2 separate regions of the Mus musculus genome follow, and region 2 is linked to region 1. Evidence: chromatin contacts called from public Hi-C data. All regions are on one chromosome and are shown on one strand. The core of a region is the stretch at or near the end of the contact, and the rest is flanking DNA. Distances in the headings are between cores, read along the strand shown.

Region 1 (4,804 bases), core at 1,719-4,218:
AGCAGCCTCAGAGAATGGGGCGCTGCAAGTGGATTTTCCCAGTAACGTTAGTGAAAATGTGTTCCTCTGTAGAAGATTTCAAAAGAAGAAATTGAGGCAGCGTCTCATGTACATCAGGTTAGACTCAACCTTACCGAATAAAATTGAGGATGTGATTGCTCATAAGTTTGTTGAGGAGAAATGTTTTATCGTAGATATGAGGGAGAATACATCCAAAGACATCTGGAAGAGTCCAGACTGAGAGGAGAGAGAGAGGAGGAAAGTGAGAGAGGAAGAGAAGAGAGCCAAGAGAACGAAGAGGCTAAGAGCTAGCCAAGAGAGAACCGAGAGGCATGGATGAAATGGCAGGGTCATTTAGGAAAAAGAAGCCAAGGAGAGGGAAATTAAGTGCCTGAGTTGGAGAAGTTTAAGGTAGGAGGAAGGGATGAAAAGAGCAGAAAGGAATCACAGATACTGAGAGAGCCTGAAGGCCAGCTGTATATAAGGATATGTTAATAGGCACCACAGTTAGCCTTTTGTCCTCACTTTCTTTGGCACCTGACTCAATCATACACTCCTTTAATATTTTTAAAATTATTTTTGAGGGGGTTTTAAAATACTTAATTTGAGAAGCCATTCAGTTGAGCCAGGTCTAGGAACTTGGATATCTACATAAGCAAACAAACAAACAAAAATGAAGTAATGTAAAAGGAGTATCTAATACTTGACATTGCAATATGACATTGCTACTTTCTTTAGCTGTTCTGTGATATCCATATGTGGCTTGTGGAGCCCAGGTTGAATATATCTGACAGTAAACAGGAAAGTTATACATGAACCTAACCAATTGCAAACTGCTAACATCTAACTAGAAAATTTCCACTTTAACTAATTAAATGTATTCTTCAACCTAGTCTTTCACCTGCCACTTATACTAGGCTCTTTCCTGATGTATTCTTCAACTTGTTTATTTCTCCTCTGCTTTGTCCATTACACGAGGAAGAGAATGACCCATGTCTGGTGCCATTTCATCATGCCTCATGTACTGATTCAAACATACCACAGATTTAGGACAAAGGACATAGATAAAAGTTGCCACCACACTCCTCTGGTAAAGTTCAGCCCAACATGGGCAAAGCCACTGAAGGTGCAGCCATTGTTTATGTAAATGGGGAGAGAAAAGATACAGATTCTAAGATGCTGGAGAAGCCACAGGAGACTGTAGAACAATAATTAAAAAGAAAGCTGAATGCAACTGAAAAACTGAATGCCATGTTTTCCTTCTGTGCACCCTTGAGTGTCCCTATTAAGTACTAACAGGGTAAGCAAGCTTATACTCCACGCCATTAGAATATTTACAACAAAGAAATCCCTCCCTGAAGTTCTTATCAACCCTCTTCATTCTAATACTTCGTCGTACTTAGAGTTTACCACATTGGAACATGGCCAGTATGTTGCAGTTTATACTCAGTGGACTGACTTGATTTTTTGTTTTTATTTTATACAATAGCAGGGGTGGGTGGAGCAATGAGTAGTACAGCTTTCTACACAACTAGGTACCACTGAGGTACATACTCAGTCCAGTACCTTTTTTAACAACATACTTAGCTCACATTGTACTTAGTCATGGAAACAATGAACCACACATAATTAGGCTTCTCCAAAGAAACTATAAGAATAAGACCAACTCTTGGGAAGAAAATACAACCTCAAAACCATGTTTACAAAATCATAAGTTCTACTTCTCTTTGTAATCAGTTATCAAATTCAAAACTTTTTCTTACTGATTATTACTAGGTTAATAAAGTAACAACCTGATATTATTAGTAGTACTGCACATTTCTTACCATGAAAAATTTAACCACATATAAAAGTAAACAAAATAGCATGTACCCATCAATGATTCAGTGCTTACATAATTTGGCTCAATAGAGCAGTTTTTATGGAGAGAGTCTTAGCAGCTGCTGTTCATTTCACTCATTTGAGTTCTTTTGTCATTCTAATACAGTTGCTAATATACTAAATATTTGCTTTGAATGCCAAGTTTCCATTTGTTGGTAAATGTTTAGATACTATTAATAGTGATGACCTCAGCTTAGAGAAACTTCAAGGAGACCCTACTATTCAGTAAAAGAATGCTGCATATATAAAGCAACTAAAGCACAAAGACATTTAAGTTACATGATATTTTATCAGGACCTCATAATAAGAACATAACATTTCTTGCACTTGTTATGTGGGGAGCACTGTGCTATAAGAGCTTTGCCTGCAATTTTAAAACAGCCCTGTGCTTTATAACTGGGCTGTCTCATTTTATAGATAAGGACTCAGAAACTGTGAGAGATTAGTATGACTCCTTTACTGTCCTGAATCACACAGAAAGTAGTAGGCAGAATCTTCTTTCTTTAAGTAGTATTTTATTTCTATATTTGATATTTTCAAGGATTAAAAGTACTGTACTTTCACCCTTAGGAACAAGTAATGGTATGCTTGCATTTTATCCAGTAATTGTTTGAAAGTAAACAACTTCTGCATCCAGAGACAGAACACATTTGGGAGATAAAGGCGAGAGAAACCACAACCATAGGAGAGAGTAAGAAACCAGTATAGCTCCCTCAGACCAAGAAAGAAGAGACAAGACAGCTTCACAATAACAAATATTAGGGACATAAAGGAAATCAATAAAAGCATTGATTTTTTCAAGTCAACATTTTACATTTTCTATGTTTACGTTACTTTCCTTGTTGGCTTCATTTTCTTTAAGGTAACATGAATTTGGCCCATAAAGAACAAAAAATAGTGACTTACGTGTCAACTGAAATAAGTTTCTTTTCTTCAGTGCCAGAAGCATAGTCCCAGACTGCTTCAGTAATTCCAATGAAATAATGCTTATCTCTTGCCAAGGCTAAGGAACTATACAAAAATATAAATGTGCTAAGCAGCAAAAACTTCATTTTTCTCCCTCTCGGAGCCCACGATGCAATAAAGTGAAACCAGAAGCAAGCAATTTTATAAATAGGGCTTCATTTGCTTGGCTGACACAATTTAATGTTGCAAAAGAGTAACTAATTTCTTTAAAGCAAATAGCATTTTCCAACTCAGATTGGTTCTGGTAAACCACGAAGGGGAAAAACCAAAACAAACACAGTTCCCTGTGGCCAGGCTTCTCTAACTACAAAGGAATGTCATCTGTTTGTGTTGGACATGCACAGCATGCGCAATTCTGCATCTTCTTCCATTCATCGTGTAAATTCCAGGAGGGCAGAGACCATCTCTAAATGCTCCCTTTGTTCTTCTAGCAATCCCAGGCACTACACCTCACCCAGAGCCAGTTTTTAATAAGCCAAGGAAAAATGAATCAAATATGTCATTGTTAATGATTTTTAGAAAACTAACAAAAACTTACTTGTAATTTTGAAGATATGAAACATATTTAGCACATCGTAAAAGTAGCCAATAAAAATTTCATTTAAAAAAATTTTTTTGTACTGTGTGTTATAGAGACTTTATCAGTTGACATGGATTGCTATGTAGAAATTAATAGAAGAACATACCAGGAAATGATAATTTTGTTTGAATGATAGAAGTCAGTCACAAGGGCTGGTGAGATGGCTTAGCGGATAAGAGCACTGACTGCTCTTCTGAAGGTCCTGAGTTCAAATCCCAGCAACCACATGGTGGCTCACAACCACCTGTAATGAGATCTGACACCCTCTTATGGTGTGTCTGAAGTCAGCTACAGTGAACTTATGTATAATAATAAATAAATCTTTAAAAAAAAAAAAGAAGTCAGTCACAAACCAAATAAGCTATGCATAATGGGGAAACTGGCACATGACAATCTGTTGAATCTAGGATTTTAGTACCCGTCTGTACAATGAAGTAATACTCAGAGAGAGAGAGAGAGAGAGAGAGAGAGAGAGAGAGAGAGAGAGAGAGAATGGGCAAAGAAGGAAGAGGAGGAGAGAAAGGAAAAGAGATAGGAAAGAGAGAGGAAAAGAAAAAAATCAACCACAATTAAGCCTGTTTTCAAAGGCAAAGAATGATTTTACTCAACTGGAAAAAGAGCTTTGTTTATTAACCTAGAATTTCTCTCTGTAACATGTATGAGAGCTTTAAGGTAAAAGATTTTTGGTTAGAACTCTGTCTTCACTTGTGGCATGTATCTAAATGTATAATTTTTTTTTCCTAAAGTGAAATGCAATCCTGATGATAGCAGTTACTATTTTGTGTTAATAAAGCGATTGTTGTTATTGTTGTTTTCTTGTAGGATACTGTATAGCACTAAATGCTATTTGCTGAAATAGACTGGTATCAGAACAGGTACTCTTATTTAACAAATATTGAATGAGTTCCATGGTGCGTGCAGTTCTGTCCTCAGTGGGCAGATAGCAGTGGATATAACTCCATGGAGCATGCATGCCGTTATATACAACATGAAAACTTATTAACACATGAAAAATGAGGAACACAATGTCAGTCATAGATGCTAGAAAAAAAATGTCAGGATAAAGTTAAAATCTGATGCTGTCAAAATTCTTACCCTTAGCTTCAGTTTCCTCATTTGTAAAGGTCAGCCTTGAAGGAAATTATCCAGATCAATTGAAATGACCTTGCAAGCTACTAACAACAGTGTGTGTGTGTGTGTGTGTGTGTGTGTGTGTGTGTGTGTGTGTGTGTGTGTTTTAATGGGATTGAATACAGAGATTTAGGCATCCTTATGTTTAACAGGCAAGTGCTCTAGTACTGAGCTACTGGGCTATCCTTGCTACTGATAATCTTGACCACTTGACTTTATACAGAAAAGGGAATTATAGGAGGCGAG
Region 2 (4,804 bases), core at 1,101-3,600, 100 kb before region 1:
ATTTTGATCATAACTGGAAGAAATACAGTTTAAATAATCAACAAAATCCAATTATTGATTGCATGTGTATACACACACACACACACACACACACACACACATATATATATATATATATATATTGATTCCATTAATAAAAATGAAATGTAAAAACTGAGAGTTTTTTTAAAGATGTATTTTATTTTTAATCATGCATATGTGTGTATGGGGGGGGACAGTAGTCATGTATGCCAGAAGAGGGCATTGGGACACCTGCAGCTGCAGTTGCTGTTGTGCCAGCCAAGAGTACTGAGAATAGTACTCTAATCCTCTGCAGGAACAGCAAGGGCTCTTACCTGCTGAGTCGTCTCTTCAGCTCCCAAACTGCAGTTTAAAGAAATACAGACTGAACTATACTAATGTAAAGTGATACAACTGGTATTTGTTTTTACAGGACAAAAAGAAAAGAAAAGAAAAGAAAAGAAAAGAAAAGAAAAGAAAAGAAAAGAAAAGAAAAGAAAAGAAGAGAAGAGAAAGCAAGCAAAAATAGAAAATACTTGCTAACCATTGAATCTTATTCTCATTTTGTTAGAAACTTTCTCATAATAAATTAAATATCATTAGAATTATATTACTAAATAACAAAGATGCCCTTAATAAAGATTATTGTTCAAAGAAAATTATATATATATATATATATATTCTCAATCTGTCCATTTTCTTTCTCTCACACACATTTTCACATACATTCATTTCAGAGAACAGGAATACATAAGAAAGAACAAGGACTGTTTTTACTACAAAAATGAATAACCTAATGCAAAACATGATGGATTTGAAGTCATTTCTTAAATTTACCACGTTCCTCAGTAATCACAAGGACCAAATGTGTGGGCAAAAGTGCTTTATAAACTATAAGCATAGGAGAAAAGTAAGAAGTTAATCAGTTAGTCAAGGTATTTATGACTAGCCTTTCATTCAAAGTAAAACATTCATTGTATACATCACCTTTTACTATAACTTACTGTTAAAACCATAAACATACCATAATTTTATTATCTAATCTTTTACTTACAACTCCTGTGTAATAGCGTAGTCCAACAACTTGTCCTCTCATAGTTCCAAATAAAACCAAATCTTGCTCTTCATCACTCGTTAGGAAGTCATCTGGAGGAATAATGTCTTGGAATTCAAAATGTGGCAAGAAAGTTGAGTATGAAAGTCTTGGAATATTTTCGTGTGATCCATACTGGACAGACTGCGAATACTTCCAAACAGGACCCCTGTTTTAAAACAAAACAAAAAACCAAAAACAAAACAGGACTTGTTTTTCTTTTTTTGGTTTTTCGAGACAGAGTTTCTCTGTATAGCCCTGGCTGTCCTGGTCCCCTAACCCCTTCCCCTCTTCTCTTTCCTTTTCTGAAACTGGGTTTCTCTGTGTAGCCTTGGCTGTCCTACTCGCTCAGTAGACCAGGCTGGCCTCAAACTCAGAGATCCACCTGCCTCTCCCTCCCAGGTACTTGGCTACCACTGCCCGCTATGAAAATAACTTTAAATTTTAACATAAATGCATCCACAGCATCCTCTGCTTTAACTCCTTTGGAACAGAACACATTTTAAATCGAGCATCTAAATTGTGACACTATAGAGAACTGACCTTGAAGCCCCATTATTTTAAAGGATAGGGATAATTGTTGCAAAAATGGGCATGAAAACCACAGTAGATGATGAAAAGAGGTGTTTGCTGGAAGCCTCCTAGAAGATGTAGTTCTCCTAAAAACACACGGGGCTATCAAGTCGCGAGTTTCCCTCTCAGCTCCTCTGCAAATATGCTTTAGTGCGCTTTTGCATAGTGCCGGGAAATACAAGTTGGAAGCTGTTACCATAACAATGCCTAGCGAACAGTGGGATAACATTGGTGAATAAATCACCCCCCGCTTCCACCCCCCCCGCCACCCCCCCCCCCCCCCCCCGCCAAGCCCTTGACGCAGATTCTCCGAGGTCGCAGCCACTCTGGTCAGCCGCGACAATGCATTGGTGCCTCCAGGAGCAACACCGGCAAGCGACCCGCAGAAGGGATGCAAACTGCACCTATAAAGCGCCCGGGCGCGCACCTTCACTAGAATAGAGCGCAGAGCAATTGGCCTCACGCCCAGCCCCCCTCAGCCCTTCACCTCGTGAACGTATAGGACATGGCGCGGGGCGGGGTGACTTCGGGATGCCCTGGGCTCCCCAGATCTTCCCAGACAGCCTGATAAAGCTCCTCAAGGCGTCGTGGCCCAGGCGCCGGAATCCAAATCAGAACCGCCAGGCCGCGTCCGCCCGGTGAGACGTGTCCACACCACTCCTTCCTGCAACAGTCTGAGAAACCGGTGACGTTCTGCGATCGGCACCGCCAGGGCCCAATCCAAAGGAAGAGTCTACGAAGACCAACCAATCACAATACAAGAGGGTGGGGAGCTCCGCCCAGTGCTGCGATTCAAAGGCAGTGCGGCGCGTCCGGGTTCTACCTGGTTCTTCCGCAGTCCGAGACGCCTTGCACGGTAAAACATCGAGGCTTCTTGAGTGAGCCACAGGGCTCAAGGTTCTGACGGACTAGGGGGAAAGAGGTCTTCTAGCCACTGCCCTAACTCCTCAAGGATGTCCCCATAGGTCAGACGCTCCCTATCTGATGGAATGCCTAACAGGGCCTACTCCAGTAGGAGCCCTGGGTGGGATACCTGCATTTCCTCTGCTGAGCCCTGACTCTATTTATTCTTAGCGACCTCCGTGTATGCGAGACCCTGAGTTCTGGAAATCTGAATGAGAACTTACGAATTTCCTTCTCCCATCTCGCTTTTATTGTGTTTAAAGAAATTTTTTTCCCTTGGTAGAAGAAAGCCATAAAGTAATACAACCTTATAGCTCTTGCTGAAAAAGGCAGACTGGTCCAACATTAGTTGTAAGGTCCGAGGTGGTGGCTGGGGCTACGTGTGTTTTCTTAGGAAAATGAAGGAGGCACTATAAAGAAACTTTTTTTTTCTCTCTTTTTTTTTTTAATTAGGTATTTACTCGTTTACATTTCCAATGCTATCCCAAAAGTCCCCCATACCCACCCACTCCCCCTTTTTGGCCCTGGCGTTCCCCTGTACTGGGGCATATAAAGTTTATATGTTTATACTTTATAATCTAAAGGGACATTTCACTTTGGAGTTTTGTATGCAACAGTATCAGGCAAGGTAAAGGTAATTCCAGCATCTTGAAAGACCATAAAACTACTTTTGATGAAGCAGCCATTAACTGCTGCATCTTCTGCTGCACCAACAGTAGGAAGCTAAAGGTATTGCCCAGCCAAACATAATAGGGTGTGCTGTAAACCATCGGAATGTCTAGATGTGTTTGTAAACATTTTAAACACTGGAAGTCATCCTTCCTAGAGTGGTCCATTTTATGCTTCCATCAGCAGAGGATGAAAGGTGGTCAGTAAGATGTTTTAAGAGGCACATGTTCATTGTCTTAAATATTGATGATCTGTGAACTAAAAGTAAAATGTGACCATTTGAGGATTGTCTGCTGGAATGGCACCCTAGGGAATGCTATGATAAAAAGAAAGGAGAGAGAGAGAAGCAAAAACAAGAAAACTAACTTTAACAGTATTAAGAGACAATTTATGCTGGAGGCAAATATCAGTCATTGGCCTGGGAACACAGAATTAGGCCACCCCAAGTGCTATGTTTCAATTGAAGCCATTTCATGAAGCTTTTATACTAACAGGACAAAGAAAGTCATAAATCAAGATACTTTCCAAATATATTTGGTGTGACCATTAGGTAGGTGGGAAAGAGTATTACAGGGAACCTTTATTAGAGACCTAAGATACTGACATTATCCTTAGCTGTTTAGTTTGCTGAGTGGTAGCACTGTATGTACATTCCAAATGATTTACCCTGTGGTCACAGAAACATGTTAAGTGCAGAGGAGGACAATAAGTAGCAATTAAGAAGGCTAGAGATGGCCTAAGAAAATTTGGCTCTGGGTTTGCAGCATTTGAAATGCTGCACAATCATTGTAGCTCAGTTAATCAGCCTTACAGAAGATTCATTTGATGGCGCATCATCTTCCCTGGGATTTTTGTGCATGTTAAACAGGCACTCTTCCTCTGAGTTACATCTCTAGCCCTCACTGAGAATCTGAAGAATGAAATATTTCATTCCCCCAACAGGAAACTTACTGCAGATAATGTTTCGTTTGCTTCGGATATTTTACTTTCTTCATGGTATATTATGATACAAATGCAAAGTTGGGTTTTGGGTTTTTGTTTGTTTTTTTTTTTTTCCAGTATTAGGTATTGAATCTTAGGGCCTGTCCAACCTGGGAAAGCTCTCTATCCACAGCCTTTATTTTATTTGAAACTTTGTGACAAGGACTCAGAAAGTTACCCAGGCTGGGGATTCTGAGGGCAACTTTGATCCTGAAGCAGAAGCCTCAGCCTCCACAGTAACTGGTAACATTTTATGTGTAAAATTAAGAAAGCTATGCTCATTGGACTAAATAATAAAATTCCTTATAACATGGTTCTTTAACAGCATTTTTTTTTCTGCTGAGAGCAAAAACCTAAACCCCAACATCAAAGACAAACCATTGTCCTCTGACAAGGACTGGACTCAGTCGGCCCCTCAACCCGCAGGAGAATCAGGGTCCTGGTATTCAGGTGGGCAAGAAGTCGGCGGGATGACAAACATCACACACAGAGAGAGTGCTGTATCTGAATGTAATTTCTCAAAGTGAGCATCAGACTTATAAAACAGAAGAAAATAAGGAAATTAGGTGACACATCAGCCAAAAT

The links. A called contact is a pair of places that touch in the nucleus more often than the background predicts.
Region 2: a contact with region 1 is called in a Hi-C map of uterus. The contact joins the promoter of Hltf here to the promoter of Cp in region 1. A contact is called at or near these places in 6 of 39 promoter capture datasets (the 3T3-L1 cell line, 3T3-L1-derived adipocytes, cranial neural crest and 2 more), 1 of 484 Hi-C or Micro-C datasets (uterus), 1 of 115 datasets of contacts at active chromatin or transcription factors (microglia) and 1 of 9 other capture datasets (adipose tissue).

Annotation. Positions count from the first base shown.
Region 1 is chr3:19,955,413-19,960,216 of GRCm38.p6, reverse strand. It overlaps Cp (ceruloplasmin), which reads right to left and starts at 2,968. Exons shown (of 19, transcript NM_001374677.1): 1 at 2,788-2,968. The coding sequence starts at 2,933.
Region 2 is chr3:20,055,357-20,060,160 of GRCm38.p6, reverse strand. Hltf (helicase-like transcription factor) reads right to left here and starts at 2,350. Exons shown (of 25, transcript NM_009210.3): 1 at 2,154-2,350; 2 at 1,055-1,262. The coding sequence starts at 2,173.